Linked DNA regions of Oryzias latipes: regions 1 and 3 are each linked to region 2. A link is a contact called in public Hi-C data. All regions are on one chromosome and are shown on one strand. Each heading gives the region's core, a stretch centred on a gene start, on an enhancer-like site or on the middle of the called end of the contact. The rest is flanking DNA. Distances are from core to core; before and after follow the strand shown.

What was found. Hi-C and Micro-C count contacts between places; a contact is called where the count stands out from the background.
Region 1: a contact with region 2 is called in a Hi-C map of embryo, with 2.4 times the contacts expected there. The contact joins the enhancer-like site here to the promoter of LOC101170021 in region 2. A contact is called at or near these places in 4 of 5 Hi-C or Micro-C datasets (embryo and fibroblasts).
Region 3: a contact with region 2 is called in a Hi-C map of fibroblasts, with 4 times the contacts expected there. The contact joins the promoter of LOC105354517 here to the promoter of LOC101170021 in region 2. A contact is called at or near these places in 5 of 5 Hi-C or Micro-C datasets (embryo, fibroblasts and gastrula embryo).

Annotation. Positions count from the first base shown.
Region 1 is chr8:4,223,064-4,225,763 of ASM223467v1, reverse strand. No RefSeq gene overlaps it. Among protein-coding and RNA genes, the nearest start is that of LOC101155111, 24 kb to the right of the region's middle. Within about 2 kb of position 1,278, at least 1 of the 8 cell types and tissues checked has an H3K27ac peak or open chromatin away from gene starts, as enhancers often do. A contact at or near this core is called in embryo, where this site is marked.
Region 2 is chr8:4,445,314-4,448,052 of ASM223467v1, reverse strand. LOC101170021 (neurexophilin-1) reads left to right here and starts at 1,345. Exons shown (of 2, transcript XM_004071249.4): 1 at 1,345-1,882. The coding sequence starts at 1,826.
Region 3 is chr8:4,587,190-4,590,088 of ASM223467v1, reverse strand. LOC105354517 (GTPase IMAP family member 8) reads left to right here and starts at 1,576. Exons shown (of 5, transcript XM_011477847.3): 1 at 1,576-2,323; 2 at 2,438-2,899. The coding sequence starts at 2,299. It overlaps mien1 (migration and invasion enhancer 1), which reads right to left and starts at 648. Exons shown (of 4, transcript XM_004071195.3): 1 at 513-648; 2 at 233-330; 3 at 65-141. The coding sequence starts at 541.

The sequences.
Region 1 (2,700 bases), core at 29-2,528, 220 kb after region 2:
TCATAATGGAGGACATTCTTAAAAAAAATTAAGCATGAAATGGCAATTCTGAGAATCTCTTTATTCAAATCATTGTGAATCAGGAGCAGATGAAAAAAATGTCATTGGAAAAAGGTTTTTGTTGTGACATAGAATCTACAATCGGCGGGCCACCAGCTCCCTGCTCTGCTCCATTCTGATGCATCCACTTGAAGTCAAATAGATCCATAAACATCTTTGTTTTCCTCATCTGAGCTGGTATCTGGCTCTAAACTTTACGACTGGATAGCTCTAATATTGCTCACTGTTTTTGTATTACCAGCATTATTGGTGTGAGGGGATGTAAGCTACCAGGAGAGGGTGTAAACAAAGGGATGATGGGAAATGTGGTGGGCTTTCTCCGCGCCAACAGTTCCAAGGTGAATTTCTGATAAACCGCTGCTGCTCTGCAGGAACTATGTCCTGGAAAACGGTGCAGGTTTTTGGATTTTCAACATGATTGAAACTCCAGAAATAGATCAAAATACGACCGGAGTGGTTCTTTAAAACACAGCAGAGCAGGTTGGTTATTTTAAACTCTTGTCTGCTTGCATTCATTTCCAATTTCTACATCGCTGAAAATGACTCCTCCTTTGAGTGGAAAAAGCGTAAACAGACAAATCTGTTCAAAAGGGGGGAAAAGCTCTGCATCGTGTGTTCATCCCGGGTAAATTGTCACAAGTAAATTGTCAACTGGATTATTGTGCCAATGAGTAAAAATCACCGGCCATTTAGAGTGGATTTGTCTGCAAGGCAGAGATAAACGACAGCGTGCTTTCTGTGGCTTAGCCCCCCAGTTCTGAGAAAGAGACGCATGAAGGACATATTTTTTAGAGTAAACAGGCCAAAGAGAAAGAAGAAAAGAGGAAACATTCCAATTTGATTGCCTGGCTGAATTTATAAAGACATTGTTGCATGATTTGAATGTGAATAGTGAAGATGCATAAAAAAGGCCTGCCTGAACCTCATTAGTTTTTACTTTCAAGGTGAAAATGTTGAAAATTACAGGAAAAAGGTTACGTGAATTTATTTTGAAAATCTTGCAGGACATGGCTGCAGTTTAGTCATTGCGAAACCCAAACTGGTTCAATATGTGAGTTAAGGCAATCTAATATCTTACAGCACAAAAAAGGCCTTTTCTTTGACGCCTGCCCCTTTTCTGTCTGCTTAGATCACACCCCGTCTCTACCTTTACCTCCTTTACTCCCCTCTCATTTCTACTGTCAACAAAGAATGTGCAGTCTTCCCACAGGCCCTAAAGGAATCTCTCACACTGCACTCACATAATCACTTCAGACCCGACTGTTTAGGCCGACATCTCCTCTGGGACTTACCAGCCACAAGCCAAATCAGACCGCTGAGTGAAAAAAAAAAAAAAATGCAGCCGACAAAACAAAGAAGAGCAAGACAGGCAGAAACAGGAGGGCATCTCCGGTCTGAAAACATCCCAGCTGGTGTTGGAGAGGAAAATGTCACTCACCTTCTGTGGCAAAGGGAGGATTTCTGTGAAGATGATCAACTTTAAGAGACTTTTGTCCCAACGTGAACGCCCAATGCAGAAGGCATGCAAGTTATATGATCAGGCTCTTTCATTTCTAAATGCCTAGATAAAAGAGCCACATCAAATCATCCTTTTATTTATTTTAAAAGCATCCGCAGTGGTCTTTTAATTATGAATGTGCCATTTTTACCTAAAATCACAACACTTTTGTTGATTTCTAAGGTCTAATTACTCTGCAGAGCGGACTGTGGGCTAGGAGCAACCCCGCCTACCCTTCCCATTACCCATATGTGCTCTCCTTGCAGCTTACAGCCCTAATTTTCTTTAAACTTGTCCTGCATCATCAAACAGCAGGATTTTCATCGAAAAGCTCCATCATTCTAGAGCAAATCCAGAATTTCATTATATCGGAGAACCTGGTGTTCATGACATGTTTAATGATTCCTTACATTGGCGAATGGGTTTTATTTGAAACCTTCAGAACCGTTAGAAAGAAGTTTTTTTTTGCCTCCAATTAGAGGTATCCTTTGGAAGAGAGACTCTCTTCTCTATATGAGAATCTTTTTTCTTTCAAAGGTGGGGAGAGAGGAGCTGGTGTCCCCCTGCTAATGTCAGACTCAACCAGACTGGAAATAATTTAAATTATTGTGAAGAGAAAATATTTTTTAACAATGGCAAAACCAATTCAGAGGCTTTCAGCATCCTATGTTATTAAATATAAATTATTGAAATTTAGTGAGTGAACTTCAGATGCATTCTGTAGATGGACGCTCTTTGTTTGTGGCTACAACGGCTTCACGCTTCAAAGCTCTGTCTGTGCCACAGTTCACTGCAAGCATAGGGAAAGAAGAAGTAAAAAATGTGCAAAAGACAGTGGCAAATGTTTCATTTTTCTGTCACAAATGTAAAGACCATGAGTTGCAGCTTCTGAATGTGGCTAAAGCAGATAAAGGAAAAAGGAAAATAATGTACTTCTGGAGCCTCTAATCCAGAAAACAAAACCACAGTCTTGACGGAGAGCAGCAATAGCAGAGAAAAACAATGACAATCTGACAAATCTCTGTCTTGGATTCCTGGTTCTGGTGATGGACATAAGCTCACCTCAGACCGTGATAAAGAGGACTTTCAGATTTCATTCCATCAATTCAACCAATCAATCCAGCAAAAGGCTAAATTTTTAG
Region 2 (2,739 bases), core at 96-2,595:
GGGTTGAGAGTATGTGTATAAATGAATGTTTTAAAAGCACTTTTATTATGGTTGTCGTTTTGTCCCGATTGTGGTTTGGGGAGCGGATTTCCCTTTATGGATTGCCGTATCATGTCCCACTGAGCTCCCACAATTTCCCGGCTAACCGCAGAGGTTTGAATTGCACAATCACATTTAAGCGTTTGAAATAATCCAATAAAAAAGAAGAGGAGAAAACGGATCAGGCTATCACTTAAATGAGCTCATTCCCACTTTCATCAACATCGCCTGCATGGTAATGAGCAGTGAATGTGTGAGACACAGAAGAGGAAGGTGGAGGAGTGTGATTCTGCGAGATGTCTTTGATGTCTTGGTCACTGCAGGGTCTCCCCATATTCATGAGTCTGCAGCTCTGACCTCCACTCAGTCAGGGATTAGGTCTCTCAGTTGGAGGCCAGTGGAGCCAATTAACCTCTGACCCGAGATCAATTAACCTTTTTTACAACAGTAAATGTGCATTATTAGCAAGCAGAAAAACAAGAGCAAAGGGATTTTGATGAGTGAATGTGAAACAAAACTGGTGTGAAAGCAGAGGTTCTGACCCGGAGACGGTGGAATACAGAGCAGCTTTTCTTCTGTTGTTGACTGTCTGACAGAAGAAAAGCTGCAGAGCCAGAACAGAGCAAGACACTTCAACTCATCCATGAGTCTAATTAAGCAGAAATGGAGCCGTTGGGAGCTCGGCGACCTGTGCAGTGATATCTTGCATTCCAGTTCATTAACCTGCTTCTGATGAACTGCGTGTTATTGAAGAGAGTCTTTATTAATCACACCTCAGTGAGGTGACGGTCAGCGGTTCATCTGGACTCACCGCGTTTGTCAATACTGCCCAGCAGAGCTGCACATCAATGGCTGACCTGTGAGGAGGGCGAACACCTATTGTGTGACAGCCAGAGTTGTCCTGGAGCTGTGACACTTTACCCAAACTTCCTCCACTATCGTATGACATTTGAGGCATCTTTGATTTGACGAACCAATAAAAAAAAAATCCCAATCAATCCCTTCCTCCCACACATTGATTGTTTTGTTTAATGATGGGTTGCTGGGATGGGAAGCAGGAAGACCGTTGTGGGTTGGAAAAATTGATGCAAGAACATTGGAACCGAGAAGCCAATGAACTCAGAGTTGTGGAACAGATGTTTACCATCTTTTTATTTATTTTAACAGTCTCTTGTCTGTCAGCTTAATTGAGTGAAAAGAGTTTGGAAGCTGGATTGGTGAGGAGAGACAGTGAAAAAGAGAAGGGATTACAAAAAAAAAAAAGGGTGGGGGGGTTATAATCACAAACACTCAGAGAGCGAGAGAGACGCAGAAAAAAGGTCTGTTCGCTCTCTCCAGTCTCCGTGCTGCTCAGTTTCTGCAGGAGCTTTCTGCAGCTTCATTCCTCCAGGATCGCCTCTGGTGCCAGATATGATCAACCAGCTTCCCAGTGAAGTCATGTCTCCCTGAACTGGGATCTGTCCTGTTCCAACCTTTTTTTTCTATTTTCTTTTTCTTTTAATAATTGGATAACATGGATTTTTCAAATCACAACTAGTTTGAGTCAATCGCGGGATCGAGAGAGAGCAGGCAGAACAGTGGGGGCTCCGAGGGGTTTTCGGTGCGTGGACGCAGCAATCCAGCCTGCTGTGGATATGGGACCGCGCGTCTGCACAGGAGGATCTGGACCCTTTGGAGGAGCATCTTCCTGAAAGAGGACCAAGCCCGTTTTCGGGCATTTTTTTTTAAACATTTTTGATAACTCTTTTATTCCGGAGAGGGGGTGCTGCGAGTTTTACGCGACGGAATGATGCGTCCCAACCGCGGCTTCATCCTGCTCCTCCTCAACGGAACCGCTTGTTTGGTAAGAAAGAAGAGAGTGCAAGTCAAGTCTTTACGCATCTTCCTCACATTTACAAACATGTCGCACCTTGCGCCAGCGACGCACGTCTCTGCGCGCACGAAAAAACATCAAACTTCGGGTCCTGCCGAGACGCAGACATACTTCCTCCTTAATCTGTCCTGTTTGGTGCATCTGCTCAGGTTGATGTCTTTTTTTCTCCAAATGTGCAGACAGTCAGGTGAGCTCTAGTTGCTCTGACGGCTCAGGGTTGACAGCTGCTCTGATCCCCCTCGTGCGTAAAACGAGCAGAGCGTGCAGTGCACCGCCTGAGCACAGGTGATCTTATTTCTAATAGATTTACGCGTTTTAACGTTGGTTCATAACAATACACGCGTGCAAATTGTTCATTAAATTAATGAATAATTCCGGTTAAACTATCATCAGTCACTGACAGTGCACCGTATCGGCAACTTCATAAAATCTTAAGATTTCAAATTTTTTCTAAATAAATTCACATTTAAAATGTACCACTCCTCTGGAATCCACAACATCCAGCTCTTTTCCACGAGGAAGATGTGAAGATGAAACAAGCAAACTCTTTCTGAAGTCTTGATAATATCTTCCAGCCCTATAGAATTTAGATCACCCACTGGTCTTTCATGTGGGCTCAGACATATTAAACCGTACCCTTTAATGAGAAGTCGGCTCAGAAATCACATGAGGAAAGTTAAAACATCCTTCTGCCGAAACCCCTGGGCTGAGCACAGCTCAGTCATCCCAGAGAGCCCAGGGACAGAGCAGAGATCCAAAAAGACGAGGAGAGTGAAATGTTGGAGAAGCTGTTTGATGCAGCTCCTTTGTGCCGGCATACCTTCAAG
Region 3 (2,899 bases), core at 327-2,826, 140 kb before region 2:
GGAAGGGGGAAAAAAATCAATACAAAGACAACCAAACACACAGGTGTTTGTGTTTATTGCTTACGTCATCCTCATATGGGAATCCTCCCAGCTCAAGCTTGGAGAAGACCAGCTGCCCATTTATTTGGATTTCAAAGCTGCCTAGAATTTGAGGAAATGATGACACACAGTTTTTTGGGGTTCAGGAAGATCAGCCAGTTACTTAGGGAGCCTTTTTGTTTGCTTCACTCACCGCTTCTTCCCACGAAGCCTGACACTTCCGCTTCGGGAAACTCATCCTTGACGGTTGAGGCGAGATCCTGATAGCGGGGTTCGTACCCTCATCTACCGCTGCATGGAGCAGAGCACATTCAGAGAGAAGAAATCAAACCGAGCTGCAAAAAAACGAGCTAGCTTAGCTGTCAGCTAGCCTATGCTAACGTATCACAAGTCAACGTAAATAACATTATGAAGTTAAAACACAATGATGATTAACTATACTAAAAATAAAATAAACATAAATGCCTAATTACCAGTATTCCACATCAATTTTCACCCCCATTTCCACTGTTTGTCTGGCTGTGACCGACTTCAGCGCAGTGATACACAACAACCTGCGACTGGAGGGCGGAGCCGCTGAAGGCAGGCTTTATATGACGTCTTACGTAATCAGCGTGAAATGGGTTGCCAGGTTGAGTAGATTTCATCACAATTAGACGTATTTCAAAGTCTTTAAAGAGGGTCTTTTAAAGATTCACGTCGATTTAAAAAGTCGTTCTTTTAAAAGAAATACAAGGGTTATTCAAATGTTGTTGTAAAATGATCTTTACCAAGAGCTGCACACAGAGAGACACACAACTATGTTATCCATATATCCAGAAGAGTACTTGTTAAAAATGATAATAATGATAATGATAATGATAAATAAATTTTTTAAAAGACAGTGAATGTTAAAGTTTTGAAATGTTCTAAATTCATTATGTGAAATATTCACATGGTCTTTGCTGTTTTGCTTGTAGAACATTGTTTTTTTTTTTTTTCAGGTACTGTGTTTCGGCTTAAAATTGTCTGTTAGATTTGGCAACACTAAATGTTATTAATAACTGATGAAAATACAGGAAGATCCTGTTTAAAAAATAAATAAATTAAATGTTCATATACAAACCGAGTTTGGATAAACAAACGTTATAAATGCGCATACATAAAAAAATGAAAGAAAATAGGCAAAGGCAAGGCAAAAAACAATTCAAAATAACAACACTTTTGATATATTTTGATAAATTACTGTAGTTTTCTTGTTTTTGTTTGGAATGCATTTAAGAAACTTTTAATAATCTGAAAAAAACTAAACTAAACAAAGGGCATGTGTTTTTCCAGGAAGATCCTGTTATTTATGCCTGTTTGTAACTGTAAGAAACATTCCACGCCATTGTTTATACTCCTCTGAAGTAGTTCCAGACGTAAAAAATATAATATTTTTAACAACATTTATTTAATTTTATTAAATACATTATTTGAGATTCATAGAAACCACTCTTAAAATTCAAAGCAACTCAAGCAGAATGTCACATCCTTTTAGTCTATAGAATAATTTCCTGGGACAAATTTCACAGATTTTGATCACCCACGACTGTCAAATGTGGGGCTTTTTGTCTTTTCTTCATGTTTAAATTTAAACAGCAATGGTTTGAGGGTGGTGGGTCACAAGGGGCTCAACTGTCACGAGTTTGACAATGTAATGGAAAAACAGTGGAAAGGAAATGATATGGAAATAACAGAAAACAAGAGAGCTGTTGTGAGCTTGAATTGTTTTCAGCAAGTTGTCTGACATGTACGGAAGTGATGCAGAATTTGATATTCTACCATGGAAGTGCCTGACATGAGATGGACTGACAGATAAGTGAGCTATTCGTAGTTGATGACAGGCATTCAGAGATTTTAGACAGTTAAGAAGAATGGTTGAGATGCTGTATTTTTTGCATTAACATTAGTAAACATTGGTAAGGAGTAAAATCTCTCATGAAAGGTTCCCATCTTCTTTTTGAATTCTCCTGGGATTGCTCATTAGTGCAAACAGCTTTCTTTCCTGTGTGTCATTTGGTCCATGTTTAGTTTTCGCTGCTGTGAGGCATATCTCCTGCTACCTGAATCAGTTTGATTATTCATTACAGGCGACCTTTAGACTCACAGACCCATAAAACTCAAGAGTTTGCTGCAATCCCTTCAGCAGCAAACAGTAGCAGAGAACAGAAACCCAAAGGGGGATTTAAAACGAGCTCAGCTGTTAAAAGTAAACGCAGAGACGCCGCTGAACTTGACATGGCAACCAGCAACCTCTCAGAACGTAAGTTTTAAACACTGACTTTTTCTTCACAACCAAGCTGGATTGTCCCTTTTCATTCTTAATGATGCATGTTTTTGTGATTTCTATACCTCTGTATAAATGTTGTCTTCTTAGGGGATGACTGGAGTATTTCACAGCTAAAAATTGTTCTACTTGGAGGCAGAAACTCTGGAAAAAGTTCTGTTGGGAATTTACTTTTGGGCAAAGAGGAGTTTGTGACCAAAGAGCGGACCTCCTGCTCTCGGAGGCTGGGTGTGGTGGCTGGACGGTGGATCACAGTGGTGGACACTCCAGGCTGGTGGTGTGATTTCAGCGCCGGGGACACGTCTCAGCTGGTGAAGAGGGAGATCGTGAGCAGCGTTTCTCTGTGCCCGCCGGGCCCTCATGTTTTCCTGATTGTAATCAAGGCGAGCTCGGCCTTCTCTGAGAGGCGTCGCAGAGCTGTGGAGGAGCACGTGGCCCTGCTGGGTGATGGGGTGTGGAGTCACTGCATGGTGGTCTTCACCTCCGCGGACAGGTTTCTACACAAAGGAGCAGAGGAGTGCGTGGAAAGAGGGGGAGCGGCCCTCCGCCGGC